Regions from separate parts of the Sus scrofa genome. Here all the other regions are linked to region 2. A link is a contact called in public Hi-C and HiChIP or PLAC-seq data. All regions are on one chromosome and are shown on one strand. The core of a region is the stretch at or near the end of the contact, and the rest is flanking DNA. Distances in the headings are between cores, read along the strand shown. Region 1 has its middle 320 kb from the start of ADAMTS6. Region 2 overlaps CWC27 (CWC27 spliceosome associated protein homolog). Region 3 overlaps ADAMTS6 (A disintegrin and metalloproteinase with thrombospondin motifs 6). Region 4 overlaps LOC110257245 (a long non-coding RNA gene).

What was found. A called contact is a pair of places that touch in the nucleus more often than the background predicts. HiChIP or PLAC-seq counts read pairs in DNA pulled down with a chosen protein or histone mark.
Region 1: an H3K27ac HiChIP or PLAC-seq map of alveolar macrophages shows a contact between it and region 2. The contact joins two enhancer-like sites.
Region 3: a contact with region 2 is called in a Hi-C map of embryonic fibroblasts, with 1.6 times the contacts expected there. The contact joins two enhancer-like sites. A contact is called at or near these places in 1 of 47 Hi-C or Micro-C datasets (embryonic fibroblasts) and 1 of 2 datasets of contacts at active chromatin or transcription factors (alveolar macrophages).
Region 4: a contact with region 2 is called in an H3K27ac HiChIP or PLAC-seq map of alveolar macrophages. The contact joins two enhancer-like sites. A contact is called at or near these places in 1 of 47 Hi-C or Micro-C datasets (mesenteric adipose tissue) and 1 of 2 datasets of contacts at active chromatin or transcription factors (alveolar macrophages).

Annotation. Positions count from the first base shown.
Region 1 is chr16:43,690,214-43,692,913 of Sscrofa11.1, forward strand. No RefSeq gene overlaps it. Among named protein-coding and RNA genes, the nearest start is that of ADAMTS6, 320 kb to the right of the region's middle. Within about 2 kb of position 1,323, at least 9 of the 83 cell types and tissues checked have an H3K27ac peak or open chromatin away from gene starts, as enhancers often do. A contact at or near this core is called in alveolar macrophages, where this site is marked.
Region 2 is chr16:43,527,767-43,530,466 of Sscrofa11.1, forward strand. CWC27 (CWC27 spliceosome associated protein homolog) reads left to right here. Exons shown (of 14, transcript NM_001243923.1): 13 at 175-278. Among named protein-coding and RNA genes, the nearest start is that of CWC27, 180 kb to the left of the region's middle. Within about 2 kb of position 1,300, at least 17 of the 83 cell types and tissues checked have an H3K27ac peak or open chromatin away from gene starts, as enhancers often do. A contact at or near this core is called in alveolar macrophages and embryonic fibroblasts, where this site is marked.
Region 3 is chr16:43,752,015-43,754,714 of Sscrofa11.1, forward strand. The region is part of intron 19 of ADAMTS6 (A disintegrin and metalloproteinase with thrombospondin motifs 6); the gene reads right to left. Among named protein-coding and RNA genes, the nearest start is that of ADAMTS6, 260 kb to the right of the region's middle. Within about 2 kb of position 1,332, at least 5 of the 83 cell types and tissues checked have an H3K27ac peak or open chromatin away from gene starts, as enhancers often do. A contact at or near this core is called in alveolar macrophages and embryonic fibroblasts, where this site is marked.
Region 4 is chr16:43,658,228-43,660,927 of Sscrofa11.1, forward strand. The region is part of intron 2 of LOC110257245 (a long non-coding RNA gene); the gene reads right to left. Among named protein-coding and RNA genes, the nearest start is that of CWC27, 310 kb to the left of the region's middle. Within about 2 kb of position 1,329, at least 6 of the 83 cell types and tissues checked have an H3K27ac peak or open chromatin away from gene starts, as enhancers often do. A contact at or near this core is called in alveolar macrophages, where this site is marked.

The sequences.
Region 1 (2,700 bases), core at 73-2,572, 160 kb after region 2:
TGTCATCTCGGACAGCTGGTCCACCATTCTCAACATGCCAAGTCTCCATCGACTGGCAACCCTTGGCTTTGTACTTTATCCTTTTCGGTGTTTGATGAATTTTTTTAAAGAACTAAGGATCTTGCCTCTTTGGTTAAACTAGTTGGTTTCCATTTCTTTTCTTCAGGATAATTCAGAGTATTGATTTTCTCTGTGTTGATGATCGACTTGGCAGCCATGCCTGTGGGGAAGCTATTTAGTTTTCTCCCTGTTTTGAGTTGGTTCAAGATATTTCAAACTGTCCCAGACTCACTGAATGGAGGCACTTACAGGGGTTTGGAGCCACGTGCTCATTTTCAGAGAGGTCTGAGCTGGGCCAGCCAGGTGTGGAGTCTGTTCTCTGCCAGCTGTAATCCAGCATGTCAGATGATGATCTGGGCACTGGGGTGGGGGGGGATGAGGTCTGTCCTGTTTGTCACCTGTGCAGACCACACATCAGGAGAACAGAGGTGTCTGTCTGCTTTCCTCCAGCTGAGAACACCGCCTGGGGCCATTTTCATTGCTACCCCTTTGAGGAAAGCTCTCCGTTTCACATAGCCAACTGCTGCCAACTTGAATTTAAAGCCAAACCATGTTGTGCTGTAGAAAGTTTTGGATGTTTGACAGGTGACATTGTATCAGAAGACTCCTGAGAAGGAGGCAAGAGGTCTGAAAAATGCCACTCTTGGCTGGGAGGCAGGAAACAAACTCTGGGGCTATTTGTACCATACGACCACAGAAAAGCTGATTCATACCTCCATAACTCAACTTCTCCTTCTCAAAAATGGGGATGATGCTGTTCCTCAAATCTTCCTGAGACCACTGCGCAGTGGCAGGAGCTGTGTTCAGAAGTACCTGAGCCTTGTGGCATAAAAGCTCCCTGCTCATAAACAGGAATGATTATTTATCATTTTTTACTACTTCACAACCAGGCCAGGCTTTGATTTCTGGCGGAATCCCATTTCCCTCCTCTTGGACTGAGTGCGTGAACTCTTCAGGGAGCCAGTTTGTCCACCCCCGCCCCCACTTCCCCTGAAGGACCTCTGGCTCATCAAATGATATTTATTGACCAGCCTCATGCACAGGGCACACTACTGGCAGCTTAGACTGCAAACCCTCCAAGCACAGACTGTTTCTAACTCTGTGTTCAGTACAGCAACTAGAAATTAGCAGCAATCAAGAATAAGTTGAGGTCATCCTCTTGGGCTATTTTCTGTCTGGCAAGTGTGTGCATACAGGCTTCTGCCACAGGCCTTTTCAGCAAAAACCCTCTCTCATTCCCTCTGTCTGCTCTGCAGCCCAGGGGACAGCAGCCTGCACTTTTGTGGGCGGCAGCTGCTCTCATAACTGTACCCATTTTGGGCAGACACTGAGGGAACAGGCAAGAATTCCTGTAGAGTCAGATTGGGAAAGAAAGGATCTGCTCTGGATTTAGCAACTTGCACATCTCAAGTAAGAGGAGAAAAAGTCTGAATACTGGAAGAAAGAAGACAGCAAAGAACAATGGAGGTATAATTATATGAGCTGAGGAGGAAAGTTGAGGGATGGGGCTATGGTGAAGCACATTCTCTCCACTCCAGGTTTGGACACCCCTGTCTGTCTGAAGCAATGGCCTTTCCCTTCTGATGCTCTGGCAAGAGTGGCAGGATTTTCCCATGCGCTCATTGGGATGGGCTGTTTTCATTTCTCTAGATAAATTTGGAGAAAGACAGATTTCACAAAGGAATTTCAGAATAGTCACCCTCAGCTAGGACCAGGCTCACAAGATTGGGCAGCCAGGCATGCGGCAGGGAAGATCATTCTATCTAGGGTACTGTTTTCAGGAAGCATCCTCCCTACTAGGGGGAAGAAGGGGAAAGGGTTATAGAGAGAAGAGAAGGTAGGGAAACAGGATCATTTGTGCTAATATGTCAACATTTTCTTCTTGTTCTTGGTGTGGGTGTGTGCTGCCAGTGTACTCAAATGACCCTCCAAATCAGAAACCATCCAAGCAATGCCCAGTGGACAAGCCAATCTAATGGCAGAAAGCAAAAAGAAAGGGCCAACCACCATCATCCATCATCATCCATCACCATCACCCATCTCTAGAACTTTTTCATTTTCTCCAACTAAAACTCTTACTCTCCCTCCCTGACAACCACCTTTCTACTTTCTGTCTGTATGGATTTGACCCTTCTAGGTACCTCATTCAAGTAGAGTCATATGGTATTTGTCTTCTTGTGACTGGCCTGTTTCACTGAGCATAATGTCCTCAAGCCTCACCCATGTTGCAGCAGGTGTCACAATTTCCTTCCTTTTTAAGGTTGATAATATTCCTTTGTATGTATGTATCACATTTTGTTTTTCTGTTAATTGACACTTAGGTTGAACATGGGTGTATAAACATCTTGAGTTTCTGCTTTCAGTTCTTTGGGGTATATAACCCAGATGTGAATCTGCTAGAAAACATATAGTTCTATGTTTAATTTTTTTTGAGGAATGCCCATATTGGTTCTCATATATTGCAGCCTTTCTTATCTCTGAGGTTCTGGTAAGCAGAGACTTGTGCTCTTGATAACTTATCTCTGTTTTTCCCAGAGCCACTTACTCAGTCCCTCGAACTGCTTCTTCCCATGTTTGAGAATATTAGTGAGAATTTTTAGGATTTTGTTGACTCACCTTCTTTTCTGAATATCAGTTATT
Region 2 (2,700 bases), core at 50-2,549:
TGACTGTCAATCACTGCTGCAGTTTGAAGGTGGTTTTGTTACTTTCATTTAAAATTAAAAATTTAAGTGTTTTACATCCTGGTAGGGTATTTTCTTTTCTACCAAATGTAAGTGTCTCTTCTGAAATTATATTTGTCCTTATCAGAAAACTTAGTAATCCATTTGTTATTTCAGACCCTTGCATTGCTGAACCAGTTTAAATCTAAACTCACTCAAGCAATTGCTGAAACTCCTGAAAATGACATTTCTGAAACTGAAGTAGAAGATGATGAAGGATGGTAAGGCCTTTGATTTCTTGATATTAACCACAAGCAAATGGGTTCAGAGTGGAGATACTATTAGGACATTTCTACTATATCCTCTTCCTTTTTTTTTTTTTTCTTTAGAATTTACCTTCAGCTATACACTCATCATTATAGGGCCTCAGCTCCCTTTCACTTCATTTCAGTTGAGTAAGCATTTATTGAGAGCTTGGTGTATTTCCACTATTGTGCTACCCAGTGGAAAATACACAGGAAACATATGACACTATCCCCACCCTAAATGACTTTCTAATATTTCTATTACTGTAGAAAAGATAAAGCTCTCTTTAAATAGCTAGAAAACAGCCTTAAAAGATTCTGAATCAGGAGTTCCCACTGTGGCACCACAAGATTGTCAGCATCTTGAGAGTGCTGGACGAAGGTTTGATCCCAAGCACAGCACAGCTGGTTAAGGATCCAGCGTCGACACAGCTTAGGTCACAACTACAGCTCTGATCTGATCCCTGGCCTGGGGAACTCCATATGCCACGGGGCAGCCAAAAAAAAGAAAGAAAGATTCTAAATCATTATTTGTACTTTCCCACAAACATTTTAGAACTCGCTAATCTGTTTCATAATTATACTAGGTTCCTCTTTAGATTTATGACCTACAGGATCCTACATAGTTAACCTACAGCAATACATACATAGTCAACTTATTTTTATCTTTGGATATTTTTCAACTTTTTAAGACGCTGATAAGAAATAAAGGGATTAATGACTTGTATGTGTCCTGTGCTTAGCACTTTATCCTATACTGGCAAAAAGGGAAGAAAAAGAAAAAGAAAAAAAAAAAAACTAAGAATGTGCTTTTGTCTTATCACACTCCTCTGTCCTCCAATTGACTTCACATGTAGTATATTAGGCCTCCCCACACCTAACTGCCTCCACCTCCCACTACACCCTGGCTCAGGCACATTGCTGCAAGCAAGCCAGTGGGTCACCCCCCACACATGACTCACCCTCTGGAGCCTCTGAACTGTCACATGTGCCATTACCCCAACCCAGAATCATAGCCTCACTTCTCTCTGCCAAACAGCATCTCGCCCCTATTTCAAAACTCTGTTTAACACTCCCATCCTCCAGGAAACCAGTCAGCAAGATTTGTTGAACACTCACAAATCTAGAGGGTGGAGGAAAGAGGGCTGGAACACACATTAAAAAAGACATAAAAACACTTATTAAGCAAACATTTAAGCAAATAAGACATTGAAACTATATATAATTTTAATCAAAGGGGCTGGGGGATGATGATTTGAATGGGATGAATCCTACCTACGTAAGACCTCGAAAGTACTTGTGTATTTCTCCATATATAATTTCTGTATGATCTGGGTTATGATTTTGTAAAAACCCTAGGTCTCTTTTAATAGATTTCTGTTGCTTATGTGTATCTGTGTTTATACTTGAAGTTGCTTCAGGCAGAAGCTGGCTCCTCCCATAGCTTTTTGCCAAAGGTGAAGGCTCAGTGAGTGTTGAATGGCCCATAGAGATAAATGCACACTGCACAGAAGAACTTTCTGTTTTTATATGACTGGACAGGTTCAGTTTTATTTTGGATTCCTTGAATGTCTCAAAATATCTTTCAAATGTTTTGAGTTCAGCCACCACACACACACACAAAAATGTTTTGCCAAGTCCTCTTCCCTTATTTTTGAATCCATATGCATTTTTTAAGGAAATATGATCCATGTGTTTCTGATTCATTTACACTTAACTCATCAAGATGGTGTTTTGTAAGAGCAGTTTGATGCCCAATAAGTTTTTTTAACCTTTTTATAAGCCATTTAAGTCCTTTTTTATTGAACAGGAAAGTCACCAACAAATTTAAACCCAGAAGTTTCATTTGAAACTCATAACCCACAGGATTCAAGTTTACTCTTAACTTGGCAAGACCATTTAACTTCCCAAGGTTCTTCCTAGCCCCTTGGTTCAGTATTCTCTCATTTTGAATTCCTCATTAGCAGTGGATATCAATTAGTGTTTTTAAAAGTGTCATTCTGTTTTTGATGTGATTTCATGATACAATCAATGTTCTAATGTCATTAGAAAGTTAAACAAATGGGAAACTTCTCAGCAGGGGAAAAAAGTCACTGGTCAGTGATCTTGTCTAGTTTCCCCATCTGGGGAAAACAAGGGAAGGGGAAATAAGGTGAAAGAGCCATTACCAGGTCGTCAAGGGGTTCCTTCTGCTTTCGGTTGTAGTCTCCTAACCAGAAAGTCAGAACTCTAGACCGTGTACCTGCACATTTTTTGTATTTGTCTAATCTAACATTAATTAAAACACCTTGAATATTCACTTGGAGTACATGGGACCTTTATATACAGCCTTTTTGTTGCAGTGTAGACCTCTGAAATTTTGTAACCTGATAAGCAAGAACATCATTTGTATTCATAA
Region 3 (2,700 bases), core at 82-2,581, 220 kb after region 2:
TCGGACCTGGCATTGGTGTAGGCCAGCAGGTGAAGCTCCAGCTTGACCCCTAGCCAGGGAACTTCCATATGCTATAGGTGTGGCCATAAAAAGAAAAAAATGTAATAGCAATAAAAAGAATCAATTGGACATTCCACTGTGGCTCTGCAGGTTAAGGACCCAACATAGTCTCCGTGAGGATGTGGGTTTAATTGCACTGGCCTCACTCAGTGGGTTAAGGATCAGGTGTTGCCAGAAGCTGCGGCACAAGGTGCTGATGTGGCCCTGATCCAGTATTGCTGTGGCTGTGGCACAGGCCTGCCGCTGCAGCTCCAATATGACCCATAGCCTGGGAACTTGCATATGCCACAGATGCGGCCATTAACCACCCCCCCAAGACTTCTCAGTTTTGATTTCAGCAAGTTACTTCACGTGAGTTTTATCTGCAAAATGGAAATAACAATAGAAATGCCTATCTTATGATGGTATTGAAAATGAGCAAATGAAACAGGATCCAGAGTTATTTAAAAATGGCATTAAAAAATGTTTCATAAACTGTAAAATTTTACTTGTAATTATATAGCTGAAATAGATACATTTATCATTAAAAAGACTAGTTCAATGTGCTTACAACTAAAATATGGATTATTACCTAAAAGATTTGTCTCTTGTTTTAATAGACATTTACTTTATGAAATCTAAATGTTTAACCCAATATTTTTGAAGTATGGTTTCTGAACCACTGTCACCAGCATCCTGGGAAATTTGATAGAAATGCAAATTTTTGGAGTCTGCCCCAAATTTACCAAATCAGAAACTGGAGGCAGAACCTAGCAATCTTATTTGAACAAGCTCTCCAAGTGATTCTGATTCAGGCTAAAACTTGAAAACCACACATCTAACAAAAAAAAGAGTATATAAAATTAAAATCAAAGGATGAATAAACATTATTATTTAAAACTTAAAAAGTCACAGTGCAAAGGCATATAAGCATGAATTACTACTAAAGAATACTCCTAAAGCTTCATATTTTAAAATAATACAATTCTCACTACCCAGCCAAGCATTATTATTTAACACATTAATCATGAATACAATAGTGGCATATAAATTTGGGAGTCACATTAATTGCAGAGTGTACAATAGTTTGGATAAGGAATAAAGAAACAAAATTCTAGTAGGAGTAACAATGGTTCAGAAAATAGTCAAGTTTTACTTCACTGGGCTCAGGTTTCTTTCAGAGAAAGAGTCACAACTGTATCTTAAAAATCACATTTATCCTGAAGACAACACCCTACAGCATCTCAATGTTCTTATTTAGTCTAAGGAAGTGTGTCATCACTGACTCAGAGAAAAGACCATTTCTTGGACTGAATCACAGCAATGCTTCCTGTAGCCTTAGATTTGTCATTGGGTCTGCTAAGCAACAGAAAAACAGGCTCGAAATTTCTTATCTTAAAAGATCTCATATGAGAAAACTATCCATATTCCCAAACTCAAAGTCCAAAGATACTGCCATTAATAAGACATATACACAATAGCACAGGCAAGAACATTGAGGAGTCTTGTGAGATGGCAACTAAAAGTTCTTTGAGAGCTTTCTTTTCCTCTTTTTCTATTTTAAAAAGTTTTGGTAGCCTCAAGATATCTAGCACCACCTTGGAAAGATGAGAGTGGAGTATCCCAATTAAGAACTCATCATAGTATTCATCCTTAGTTCCCGAGTGAAAACTAAGAAGAAATGATCTTTCCCTAAAGGACTCCTTAACTGTAGCTGAAGTTCCATTTAACATTACTGAGATAACTCTGGCTCTCTCTTTAAGATTCCTGAGTCCTAAGGGATTTGCCTCCTATAGTTAAAGAACTTGGGGTTAAAAGTGGGGGTATGTGTAGGAAGATTAATTCCAATAATTGGTATTAGTACTCTATATCCTAGGGAATATGTTGAAGTAAAGTATTCAAAGTAAAGAACACAAAAGAGAGGAACTTGATTTCACTAGCTATGCTAATCAAAATTACATTGTCTTTCCTTGGTAATCACTTTGCTCCACCTAATAAGAAAAGCAGCGATTCTAAACTCTCATCTTCCTCCCTGGAAAGAATAACACAAATATATAATTGCCAAAATGAGTAATTCTTTTTTCTCATTCACTTATCTGTAAACATTTATTGAGTTCCTATATATTCCAGACATTTTTCTAGGTGCAAAATGAGTCTAGAGAGATACATAAACTTCAGTGATGACGACATGGATTCTACGTGTCTAGAGCTAGGTTTAAGTTTCTCTCTCAATCAGGACCAGTGGTACTCAAAACTTGAGCGAGCATCAGAGTCACTTGGACAGCTTGTTAAAACACAGATTTCAGGGCCCTACCCAGAGAGATTCTGCTCAGTAGGTTTGAGATAGGACCCCAAAGTAAGCATTTCTAATAAATTCTCAGGTGACACTGATGCTGCTGGTCCAGGGACCACACTTTGAGAACCACTTACCAAGAAATGACAGCTCATCACACTATGCCTGCTCACTTTCAAACACTGTACATCTCTCTTCCAAATATCTAGGATCAATAGCTCCAGAAGAGAAGAAAGAAGTACAAATAACAAAGAGAAAATTCTCTTTCCAGGAGCTTTCCTCCCTCCCTGTTTTTCTTTTGTTTTATCCCCTAGCATAAGAAATCAGTCCTCTAATGTGGTTTCTCAATACAAGTGTTATAGAAAAGA
Region 4 (2,700 bases), core at 79-2,578, 130 kb after region 2:
AAGCACTATTTACAATACCCAAGACATGGGAGCGACCTAAATGTCCATCAACAGATGAATGAATAAAGAAGATATGGTATATTACTCAGCCATAAAGGAATGAAATGGAATATTACTCAGCCATAAAAGAATGAAATGTCACTTGCAGCAACATGCATAGACCTAGGGATTATCACACTAAGTGAAGTAAGTCAGAGAAAGACAAACATCATATGATATCACTTATATGTGAAATCTTAAAAAAAAAAAGATGCAAATGAACTTATGTCCAAAACGGAAAAAGATTCATAGACATAGAAAACAAACTTATGATTACCAAAGGGAAAACACTGGTGGGAGGAAATGCAAATTAGGAGTTTGGGATATATATAAAATAGATAACCAACAAAGACCTACTCTGCAGGATAGAAAACTATACTCTATTTTATAATAACTTATAATGGAAAAGAATTTGAAAAAGAATATATCTGTATAACTAAACCACTGTGTTTTACTCCTGAAACATGATATATATTATAAATCAACTACACTTCAATTAAAAAAAAAGAAAGGATTTACTTTCTCACAGTTCTGGAGGCTAGAAATCCAAGATCAAAGTGTCAGAAGCCTTGGTTGCTTCTGAGGGCTGTGAAGGAGAATCAGTTCCATGCCTCTCTCCTTGCTTCTGGCAGCCTCAGTCATTCCTAGGCTTGTATGTGATGTTCTCCCTGGGTCTTCATGTTGTCTTTCCTCTCTACAAGTCTATATACCTCCAAATGTACCCTTTTTATAAGGACACCAGTTGTTTCGGGTTAAGGCTCACTCTAGTGACCCCATCTTAACTTGATCATCTACAAAAACTGTATTTCCAAGTAAGGTCACATTCACAGGGACTCAGGGTTAGGACTTCATCTTTTTAGGGGAGGGACACAATTCAATCCTTAATACAACCCTTGACCTGTCAACTTGAAAATGATTAGTTATTAGTGAAGCAAACCAGGAATTTCAGGCATGGGTGTGTGACACAATCTGCTTAAGGAACAACATGCTTCTCAGTAACCATGGTTGAAGAATAAGGAAAAGTAAGGAAGTAGGAAGAGCTACTAAAAAAGTAGGGAGATCTCAAAATGCTGCAACAGAGTTGAACTTTTATTCTATAGGCGATGGGGAACCAAAAGAAAGCTTCCGGCCTTTGGTGACATGGTCAGGTTTTCAGCTCCCGAGAAGCAAGATGTAGAGTAGCCTGAGTTGGCTTTGGAGCCAAGTCACCAGTTAAGAGGCCACTACCTTGGTCTCAGTGGGAGATAATGAGAGCCTGAGTAAGGATGACTAAGGGTGGAGGAAATGAGAGTCACAAGGAAATGATGACAGATGCCAACCCTGGAGCTTGTTTAAATCCTAGGCTTGTTGCTCAGTCCACTTATGTGGGGAAATACCTACCTCAGGGGGAGCACATTAGCCTTGAGGGTTGTGTTCCTTCAAGGACAGAAAGTCTGGTCCAAAAAGAGAGCAAGACAAAGGGGGCACTTCCCCTCTACACCAACCCCTGGAAACCAACCTACAGAGCTGACTGGCAAAATTCAGACAAAGCAGCAGCAGGAGAAACACTCAAGACTCTCCTGGGATTCAGATCAAAGAACAAAGAGGAAGAACCTGGATTGAAGGGCAGTCTCTATCTAACCAGAAACTTTAGGAATTAATTCAGAATCTTATCTTCCCCAAACCTTGGAGGTAAGCCAGCTCTTAAAGAAAGGTATTGGAAGAAAAACACCCAAGTATCAAATGGCTCAGCAGATCTGATAAACATGTGTGCTCTCTGAGAGGTTGGACTGCTCTGGACACCCTGTCATGTCTGGGGAGTTAGAGGGGATTGTTCTAATTTGTGTTCAATCTCACTTTTTGTAAGCCCTTGGTTCTGCATCCACTCACCTACTGAACACAAGGTAAGGCAGCATTGGACTATGGTAAGGCCTTCCTGGAGGAGGTGCAGGAAATCCCAGCTACGCATGGGTCTCATCTGGTCCCTTGAGTCAAAGCCAAAGTCCTCTCCTGGGGAGAGGGGACAGATGGACTTGAAAGGCAAAGAGAAATGATATGGCAATGAGAAATGAGAACTTTTTCATCATCTCAGCCTGCTAACTTAGATATTTTTTCTGTAGAAGGCCAGATAGTAAATATTTTAGGTTTCATGGGCCACATGCAGTCTCTATCTCCTTTGCTTTCAGTGGCTTTTTTTTTTTTTTTTAACAATGCTTTAAAAATATAAACAATCATTTTTAGATTTGGACTGTACAAAAGTAGGCTGAAGGTCACAGCTTGCCAACCCCTGGCTTAAAGCAGACCCCTGATGCCACAGACAGAAACAGATAGGCAATTTGTTTTGCTTAATACTTTGAAGACATCTGAGTTTTCTATTCTCACCTCTTCCTACCACAGAGTCTGATTAATTGGATTCTTGCAGGTAGCTGATTTGTTTGAGCGCTAAGAATTCAGGAGCAAGGCTTGTGTGGCCCGCCCCCCTGATGAACATCAGGGTCTCAGGACCACCATGAGTGTCTTCCACTCACTGCCCTAAAGCCGTGCACACTATTCAGGAGAGAGGAGCCCCACCAAGAGGCAGATGGGAAGGCCTACCTCTGAGATGGTGTGACTGCCTTCCCTAAACACGGGTTCTACTTCCAAATGGCTCCATCTCTCCCTGCATTCTGCACAGCAGCTCTT